Regions from separate parts of the Mus musculus genome. Here region 2 is linked to region 1. A link is a contact called in public Micro-C data. All regions are on one chromosome and are shown on one strand. The core of a region is the stretch at or near the end of the contact, and the rest is flanking DNA. Distances in the headings are between cores, read along the strand shown. Region 1 holds the start of Lyst (lysosomal trafficking regulator). Region 2 has its middle 83 kb from the start of Gng4.

Region 1 (4,692 bases), core at 1,740-4,239:
AATACTGTAGTATCTTGTTTAAAATCCTTTATGATGAAGACAGATAATGTCACAAATGCCATTACTTTGGCATTTTATGAATAAAAATATTCTGAGGGACAATGTATACCATTATGTAATGTCTTTCATTTTCTTTCCATTTAATGAAGTCTTGCTCATTCATCTATAATCTCTCTTCCAAGGGAACTAGAAAGCAGTTTGTCAGTTTGTTACTTGATATTTCTGTGACTTTTTGTTCATTAGAAGATTTGTTTGTTTGTTTATTGTTGTTTTAGATTAGCAGGAGAACTTTGAGTGAACAAGACTAGATTCAGTCTGGGGTAAATACCTGACCAGTAAGGTGTAACTACTTTCCCTCTCTGTGTTTGCAGTGTTTCAAGTGTCTGGTACTGAGTTGGGCACAGATCCTAGTACTTAAGAGATGCTCTTTACATATTTGTTAAACGAGTGCATTTTGTGGCATTTCTTTCATTTGTTTCTTAGAGACTTTGTATGCTGCCCATCCCTAGAGTACTGGTATTTTGAGAGCCTGCCTGCCAGAGGAAGTGGGTAACCTCTGCCTAAAGATATGAGCTGTTAATGGTTAATACCAGAATCAGATAAAGTTATTTTAAAGAGAGGAATTTTCCTAGAGAGACCCCTTCAGCCACATCAGTGGGTAACTTCATACTCTATCATCAGGCCATAAGGGAGTTGAGAAACTGAGAGTTGCACTTGGTAAATAGCCTTTGAATATAATGTCCTGAATTATTTTTATTTCAATTCCTATGCAAAAAAAAGTGACTGGAGACCTTAGGTCTACAGTGATCCCTACTATTATAGACAGATTATGGAGTGTGGAAGCTACCCACTGGAATTTCCAGGGTTTTGTGTCTTAGAGCAAGGAATTGGACCAGGGACACATAAGACAGTGGCAGAAAGACAGGGAGCTTATTAAAGAAGAAAAGCTCAAGTCAGAGCTGGAGAAAGATCAAAGGCTCAAAGCATGGGCCACGGTGGTTGTGAGTCTTTATGGGTCTTTCACACAGCTCCTGCCTTTCCTCACATGTGTATGCTATGGGCTTTTCTCAGACATGTTCTGACTGTCATGTGTATTCTTTGGTGGTGAACATGGGGGTTCCAGTGTTTTTTTCTGTCACTGATTGTAAATCTCTCCACCCTCTCTTCTGCTACAGGATCAAGCTGTAGACTATTTGATTATTAATTGTATTATTTGGGAAGACCTTGAAAACTGCCAAATGATACCAAATATATCAATAGCTTTGACTTTCCCCCCCATGCCTCTGTTATCTCAAAGGCCCGCCACAGTTGTGGCTGGAAGAAGAGGAAGGGTGGCCCCTAAGCTGTCAAAATGCCTACAGCAGCATCATTTTGTCAGTCTTAGGTTTAGTTGGACTGTAGTGAGGATCAGATATCCTTTTGTTTAACTTGTGGTTCCCACACTCAGAAGAGGTTGGTATATTAAAGTGTATAACATTAATAGTCATGAGAAAACCAAAGCTGGGCACAAGTTAAAATGGCAAAGACAAATTTTATCCAGGACTAGCATAACAAAAAGAACCCAGGTACATAGTTGGCCTCTGATTTAAACACACTAGGGATACCTGGGGATTTATAGTCAAGAAACGTGGAGCTCATGGTTGATACCAACATAGGTGAATGTTGGTAGCATCAACCTCACAAGATTCATGCTGAAGGCAGGCCAGCATGAATAGATACCAAAGGTGGGGACTGAGAGATTTTGTAGATAGGGAGGGTGTGATTGTGTATGTGTGGGTTCTTGCTAAACTGCCTTGGCGATTGCTAAACCTAGAGTTTACAAAGATGTGCACACATAGCACATGGGCCAAGGAGAAGGTTCAAAGTCTGACTAAAGTTTGCTTTAAGCAAGGATCTTTGTCACATTGCCCACTGTATGCTAGCATATTTGAACAGGGCTAGGTAGGGTATCATACCTGGACCCAGAATTTTTGCAAGTTTCTCTCTTTCTGTTTGACAGAAATATAAGTTCAGGCCCCAATGCTATCTTGAGGATAGCCCTGCTTCCATCTTGGTGAACCTTTCCGTTTTTTGTCTTTTGTTTTGTTTTTTTTTTTTTTTTTTAATCCTGTGACCTCCAACAGAAAATAGGACAACAGTTTATTGCACATACTGTCCATGAAAAAACAAAACAAAACAAAACAAAACAAAAACCAAAAGAAAGTTTATTCTGAGGCAACTTTGAGTGAATAGTGCTTAGTAACAGAGATTCGGGTTTCCCAGAATTACATGTTCTACTGTGAAAGAGGTTTACACGCAGTCTTATAGCCATAGAACAAAAGACCATAAATCAATACATTTGCCAAATATAGCGGAAAGGACATCGGGGAGGTAGGCTACAGCATAGCAGGAAAATCTCCAGCTGATGATACTCTTCTTTTGAGCACTGCTGAAAAGCCAGTCGTTGGCTAAGTTTAACAATACATTCCAAACTTTTTACATAACAGGCACAAAGATCTTAGGTCAGCTACAAAGGTTGGTAATAAGCAGTTTTTTTAAAGAACCTAAAGATAGTCCAAGATAATCTTGGTTACTGATCATCATCTCTCCGTAATGGTAAAGTTCTAGACAGTCAGTCACTTTGTACAGTCTTCAACAAAGATGTAATTTTCCCAGTAAACGTGAGTTTACAGTAGAAAGAAGACACTAGGCTTGCGCTTTTAGGGGCTGAATCGCCTGGGATGGACGAAGCTTTATGCGGCCGGGAGGGGTGGAGTTCAGAGAAGCTGCACAGGGCCCTCCTCGCTGCATTTGTCCCGCCTTCTTCCTCTCATTGGCTGAGATTCTCCACGCATCACGTCGGCGACCCCAGCGTGCCCTCCCGGTGGGGCGGGACTTTAGGCGCTCGAGGCGGGGACGGTGCGCACGCGCAGAGGAGCGGGTCTGGGTCTGGGCGGGGGAGGAAGGGGGTGGTGTTCCCGGTTTCCCGGGTTACCTGAGGGGGCGGGGGTGAGAGCTCACGCTGGCCTGGCAGCCTTGGTGAGTCGGGATTCTCCTGCACCGGCGGGCGAGAGCGCGCGGCGGACCACAGAGCGGAGGTAAAGACCGCAGCGGGCTCCTTTAGAGGGTCAGGGTCTCGACCTCAGCGGGGCATGGCGGGAAGGTGGCGGGCCGCCCGGGCGGGGTCGTGCCGCGCTAAGGGAACGGGGTGGTGCCCGGAGCTCGGCCCGGCCGGGGTTCGCTTGCCTTCTGAGCTCTGCACAGTTGCTGATTGAGGCGGACCCGGGCCCCGAGGGCTGTGGCGGCGGCGCGGACCCCATAGTAACTTTACTTACCGGCCGGCTGGTGCGGCGGACGGTGTCCTCAGGGGGCGCTTCACCTCGGGAAGCGCTTGTCCCGGACCGCCGCTACCCTCAGCCTGCCCGGTCCTTCCCAGCAGGTGACAGCGGGAGCTGACAGGTTCAGGGCGTCTCACTTCGCGCCGCGGGTCCATCTGTCATTCCCCACCCTGGTGCTTCGGAGTCCTTGCTGTCCCTTCCCTGCCCGTGACACCTGCTGCGGGACTCTGCAAACAACCCTTCGTGGTTCGCGCGCACCTCTGGAGCGGTGGCTGAGATGCTAATATAATAGGGACGTGACCCAGGGAGATTTCCTCTGCCACCGGAGGCCAAGGGTTCATGATGGAGGGTTGGAGCTCAGGGAGTCAAGAAAAGTGTCCTCATCCAATCCTCAGAGGGATAAACAAAACAGCAAAACATCCTTGATGGAGAGAGAGAGAGAGAGAGAGAGAGAGAGACAGAGACAGAGACAGAGACAGAGACAGAGACAGACAGACACAGCTCTTGCTTGGTAGTTGATGGTGTGAGAAAAAAATTTTAAGGTGTTGACTCGTGTAGAACACACATTTGTGTTGAATTCTGGCCAGTATTTCCTTAAGGATCAAATTCATTGTGCATTTTCTCCAGGGTTTGTTTAACAGGTTGATATGGCACATTAATTTGAGCTTTTTCTTCCTGAAAGGCATTTGGCTGGTCTGCCTTTACTTTTAACTTCCACACCTAGTAACCTTATACTAATAAAGATGTTGGCTCTTAGCTTTTATTATGTAGCTGATTGGTAGGGGATATCTGTATTTACAGAGCATTGCAAGTAACTTTTCTGCTGCTCGTTGCTGTCATCCACGTTGACACTAACACATACAGATATTGAGAGACTTTGGAAGATAGAGGACGTAAGGGGGAGATGAGTTTCTGTTATTTAGTTTCCATTAAAATACTTCCCAGACAATAAATTGCATATAGAGCATATGCATTTAGTAAAGATGTTTAAGTACCTATTGTGGACCAGACACGTTTTATAAACAGATAAATACCCCCTTTCTTGGGTCATACATATTCTGGAAGAACCTCAGACAATAAGTAAGAAGAATATGTCCTTGTCAGATGATGTTAAAGGACTTAGAGAAAAAGCAGGGAGAAGACAGAGCCAGAAACGGGCTGCAATTTGATTAGAGGTAGTTAGGAAAGGCCTTCTGGAAAAAAAATTTGATAACCGGAAGGAAGTAAGGGGTGATCCATGCTCTTTTCTGAGGGAAGGATATGCAGTGAGAAAGCCACTTGCAAAAGCCCTGAGGCAATAGTGTGGAGACTGGAGTCAGAAGAGAGCTGAGAGGCGGGTCTGGCCGTGTTGGAGCCAGTTAAGTAAGAGTCGTAG
Region 2 (4,927 bases), core at 1,083-3,582, 280 kb after region 1:
TTAGGGTTATGGTTAGGGTTAGGTTTTAGGTTAGGGCTAGGGCTAAGGATAGGGTTAGGGTTAGGCTTTGGGCTAGTTCCAGTGCCAGCACCAGGGCCAGGCCCAGGGCCAGGGTTAGGGTTAGGGTTTGGGGTAGTGCTATGGCTAGGCCTAGGTCTATTGCTAGGGTTAGGGTAACTGTTAGGGTTAGTTTTAGTGTTAGGTGATTTAGGGTTAGGGCTAGGGCTAGGACTAGAACCAGGACTAGGGCAATAGATCAGCCTATGTTTAGGGTTTTGGGTTAGGGCTAGGGCGAGGGTTAGGGTTAGGGTTTGTGCTAGGGCTAGGACTTGGACTAGGGATAGAGATAGGTCTAGGGCTATGGATAAGGCTAGGGTTAGTTTCAGGGGTTACAGTTATAAATAGTGCTAGGGTTAGAGTTATGACTTGGGTTAAGAACAGGGAAAGGTATAGGATAGAGTTAGGGTTAGGGTTAGGTTTTAGGATAGGACTAAGGGTAGGTATAGGTTTGGTTTAGGGTTAGGACTAGGGCTATGGCTAAAATTGGGACTAGGACTAGGACTAGGGTTAGGGTTAGGATTTGGGTTAGGGCTTGGGCTATATACCCTTCTTAAAAACATACATTTAACGCCTATTTTAAGCTCACTATATCTGGGAACACTGAAGAAAACATGCTTCTGGTAATTATCACATAGAGTAACACACAGGCATGCACATTTTTTTGTCATGACATTTGATTGAGTTTATTGAGTTAATACACACAGCTAAACAATGAACTAGCCAACCAGAATGCTTGGTGTAACCAAATTCATTTTCAACTATAATCAGTATAAATATTCAGCATAATTTTACAATGTTCTAGCTCAGTGTGCTTTTTTGCTTATGGAACATCATCCTGTAGCATAATATATATTGTCTTTAGAAATATTGTAAACGGTTTAAGAAACATATTAATGTCTGACATTATATAAATGGTTGGTAGAAAAAGAGAATTAATCTAATATTGTGTTTGCTTAAGAATTCACCAGATTATCTCCAAGTCAAACTGATAAGCCCAAGTTTAAAAAAAATGACATTTAAGAGGAAATGACTATAGTAGGAAAGACAAGAAGGTTTTTCTTTAATTGTTAAAAGTTTCTATCTAAAGGGTGTATCTGGATGGTCATTCCTTCAGGATCTGTTCCAAACTTTGTCTCTGTAACTTCATCCATGGGCATTTTGTTCCCCATTCTAAGAAGGAACGAAGTATCCACGCTTTGGTCTTCCTTCTTGAGTTTCATGTGTTTTGCAAATTGTATCTTGGGTGTTCTACGTTTCTGGGCTAATATCCCCTTATCAGTGAGTGCATACCATGTGTTCTCTTTTGTGACTGGGGTTACCTCACTCAGGATGACACCCTGTTTCCTTATTTCTCTAAACAAGGAAGGTTATTGTTTTCTGTTAGTTTTTAATTTCTTTTCCTGTTACGTCTGCCTTTCTTTCTCTTTGCGTCTCTCTTTGACTCTTTCTGTGTTTGTTTCTCTCTGTCCCCACCCCCCCCCTCTCTCTCTCTCTCTGTGTGTGTGTGTGTGTGTGTGTGTGTGTTTCCATGGCCACACTAGGACCCACCCCAGATTTGTGTATCAGAGATCTTTACTTATTTATTCCTTGTGCTTGGGCTTGTGTAAGCAATAAGCCACCTCACTTCCTGAAAAAGAAAACAAAACAAAATCAACCAACAGACAGACCAAACAAGTTTGTCTGCCTATCAGGGCTACTCAGAGTAAAATTACATCTTGAATAAACAAAAAAGTCTGCCTGATTTTCTTTCTCTCTCTCTCTCTCTCTCTCTCTCTCTCTCTCTCTCTCTCTCTTTCTCTTTCCCCTTCCTTCCTTCCTTCCTTCCTTCTTTCCTTCCTTCTTTCCTTCCTCCCTCCCTCCCTCTCTCCCTCCTTCTCTCTCTCTCTCTCTCTTTCTTTCTTATTTTCTTTTTTCTTCAGTGTTTCTTAGTGAGTGATATTTATGTTGATATAAATTTTTACCTGTTTTGACTGGCTAACTAAGTGTGCTTGGCATACAGAAGAAATTCCAGGATGACTGATTATATTTATCTTTTATTATGCATTTTAATTTAAAAAATAACAAAAAAATGTTTGATTCCTCTGACACTTAAAAGAATTAGACAAAAAGCAAGGAAAAAAGCATGTGGCTGAAGCTGCTGGTGGCTTTTCTGTGCCTCCTCACCATTCTGCACTGGGTTTGATTAAGTTCTGATCTCCTAGAGGCTGGGAAAGAAAGGGAGAAACAGAAGTGACCTGGAACAGTAGGTCACATGATGGCTGGCCACCTCCATCTTGGTGAGGTCAGTCAGGAGACAAGATGGCTGCCATCCACATGTTAGTGCCATCTTAGTGAGGTCAATGTGCAACCAAGTGACAGAACAAAGAAGTAGAAACAGACTTGCAGGTGTAATACCTTCCAGGGGTACAAGAGAGAAATGGGAAGCTGGGCGTGGAAGTGCATACCTTTCATCTAACAGTCCCTACAGGGCAGAGAGAGAGACAGGCTGCACTCCAGGACTCAGAGAAAATTTTCTCTGTCTGGAGTCTGCCCCATCCCCCCACCTCCACCCTACCACTGCCCTTCCCAAATGATTCATTGTACTCTTTCAGACTTATGTCTGAGGAACCCTACCCCCAACCCTGCTTATGTGAAGGAAAACAACACACAGTTATGTTGTAGAAATGTTTACTCCCAAATGGGGCTCCTTACCCCACCTTGATTATTCTGTTTTTGAAAAAAAAAAAAAACGCAGTTTTTTATTAGTTTATTAGTTTTATTGGCTTTAAACAACACTAGAAGAGCCGGGCAGATATCTACCCTCTATATGATTAGAATTTACTTTTTTTTTTTTTAAGCTGACCAAAGACCTTTATTCTAGTCTTCTGTGTTCATTAAACCACCTATGCAGAACATTCCTTTCATCTCTGCCCCAAAAAACATCAGCTACATCCAGGCTTGAATTGGAAGACAGACTGAATTCATGGAAGACTTTGTGGAGAATGTTATCCAAGAGATCTCTGCATCTTCCATCTTGGCTTGGGTAAAACAATAAGAAGGTTGTGTACAAGCTCGGACTCTCTCCAAAGCTGAGGCGTACAGAGGGGAAAGACCTCCATTCTCAGGAGCCATGTGGTGGGTCCTCCTAGGTTCTGGTGCCCTCTTCTGGCATGCAGGCATATAGGCAACAGAGCAGATAGAACACACGTATACATTGGAAAACAAACAAACAAACAAACAAACAGATTAGAAGAAAAAAAAGATTCTAGCTTTTGTCCAGCTGTGTGGGTGGCAGAGGCAGGCAGAGCAGACCTCTGTGAGTTTGAGGTTACCCAAGCCTACAGAGCAAGTTGCAAGGCTGCTGGGGCCACACCAAGAGAAACTCTATCTTGAGGCAAAATAAAACAAAGTAGAAAAGGTTCTGGCTTTTATTCTACAGACATATGTTTCTTCTAGTCCTATTGACTATAGAATTTTGATCATGAAGGCATGTTGGATTTCATGACAAAGTTTGTGTGTGTGTCTCTGTGTGTGTGTGTGTGTGTGTGTGTGTGTGTGTGTGTGTGTGTGTGTGTGTGTCTGTGTCTTATATTTCAGCTGTGAGTGCTGTTACTTGCTGTCTAGTGGGCTTGTGTTTGATTTCTTTAAATTTTTTTTATAATTCTTGACCTGTGTAATGAAGATAATTAAATCATCTTTGTCCTTCCTTTCTTTCTTCCTTCTTTCCTTCCTTCCTTCCTTCCTTCCTTCCTTCCTTCCTTCCTTCCTTCCTTCCTTCCTTCCTTCCTTTGTGTGATGGTGTGTTTTCATTTTAATTTACTGGAGGGTGTTTGTCTCCCTCTATCTGTCTTTCTCTTTCTGTCACTCTGTCTCTCATTTTGTGTATGTCTGTCCTCTGTCTTTCTGTCCTCTCTGTCTCTGTCCCTGTCCCCCTCTCTGTGTGTGTTTGTCTCTCCAGCCCTGAAGTTCAGAAAGGTGGAATGTTAACACAGCAATATCTCTTTTTCCTAAGATTCATATCCCTCTCTCTCTCTCTCTCTCTCTCTCTCTCTCTCTCTCTCTCTCTCTCTCTCTCTCTGTGTGTGTGTGTGTGTGTGTGTGTGTGTGTGTGTGTGTGTGTTATATTTCAGCTGTGAGTGCTGTTACTTGCTGTCTAGTGGGCTTGTGTTTGATTTCTTTAATTTTTTTCTAATTAATTCTTTTTTTAAAAAGATTTATTTAGGGCTGGTGAGATGGCTCAGTGGGTAAGAGCACCCGACGGCTCTTCCGAAGGTCTGAAGTTCAAATCCCAGCAACCACATGGTGGCTCACAACCACCCGTAATGAGATCTGATGTCCTCTTCAGGTGCGTCTGAAGACAGCTACAGTGTACTTACATATAATTAATAAAAAAAACAAAACAAAACAAAACAAAACCTATTAAAAAAGATTTATTTATTATATGTACAACAGTCTAGCTGCATGTATGCCTTCAGGCCAGAGGATTATTATAGATATTATTACTTACCTCAATATAGATAGTTATGAGCCACCATGTGGTTGCTGGGAATGAACTCAGAACCTATGGAAGAACAGCCAGTGCTCTTAACCTTTGAGCCCTCAATCCAGCTCTCCAATTCTAGACTTGTGTGCTGAAAACAATTATTTTTGTCTCTGTCTCTCTCTGTCTCTCTGTCTCTCTCTCTCTCTCCAGCCCTAAAGTTCAGAAAGATGGAATGCTAGCCAGTAAGTATTTCTTTTTCCTAAAATTCATGTCCTTCCAACCCCTTTGTGTGTGTATGTGTGTGTGTGTGTGTGTGTTAGTCTAGGATATACAGATCTAAGAAAGCATACTTCCCAGAGATACTTAGAAATAAACAAGCAACCCTAACCACCACCACTACCACCA

What was found. A called contact is a pair of places that touch in the nucleus more often than the background predicts.
Region 2: a contact with region 1 is called in a Micro-C map of embryonic stem cells, with 4 times the contacts expected there. The contact joins the enhancer-like site here to the promoter of Lyst in region 1. A contact is called at or near these places in 4 of 39 promoter capture datasets (the HPC-7 cell line, embryonic stem cells and stem cell-derived epiblast-like cells), 2 of 15 datasets of contacts at CTCF or cohesin (the NIH/3T3 cell line and large pre-B cells), 5 of 484 Hi-C or Micro-C datasets (the N1E-115 cell line, embryonic stem cells and nephron progenitors) and 1 of 115 datasets of contacts at active chromatin or transcription factors (embryonic stem cells).

Annotation. Positions count from the first base shown.
Region 1 is chr13:13,587,420-13,592,111 of GRCm38.p6, forward strand. Lyst (lysosomal trafficking regulator) reads left to right here and starts at 2,990. Exons shown (of 53, transcript NM_010748.2): 1 at 2,990-3,077. Gm30836 (a long non-coding RNA gene) reads right to left here and starts at 3,782. Exons shown (of 2, transcript XR_382086.4): 1 at 3,315-3,782.
Region 2 is chr13:13,864,934-13,869,860 of GRCm38.p6, forward strand. No RefSeq gene overlaps it. Among named protein-coding and RNA genes, the nearest start is that of Gng4, 83 kb to the left of the region's middle. Within about 2 kb of position 2,333, at least 24 of the 459 cell types and tissues checked have an H3K27ac peak or open chromatin away from gene starts, as enhancers often do. A contact at or near this core is called in the HPC-7 cell line, the N1E-115 cell line and embryonic stem cells, where this site is marked.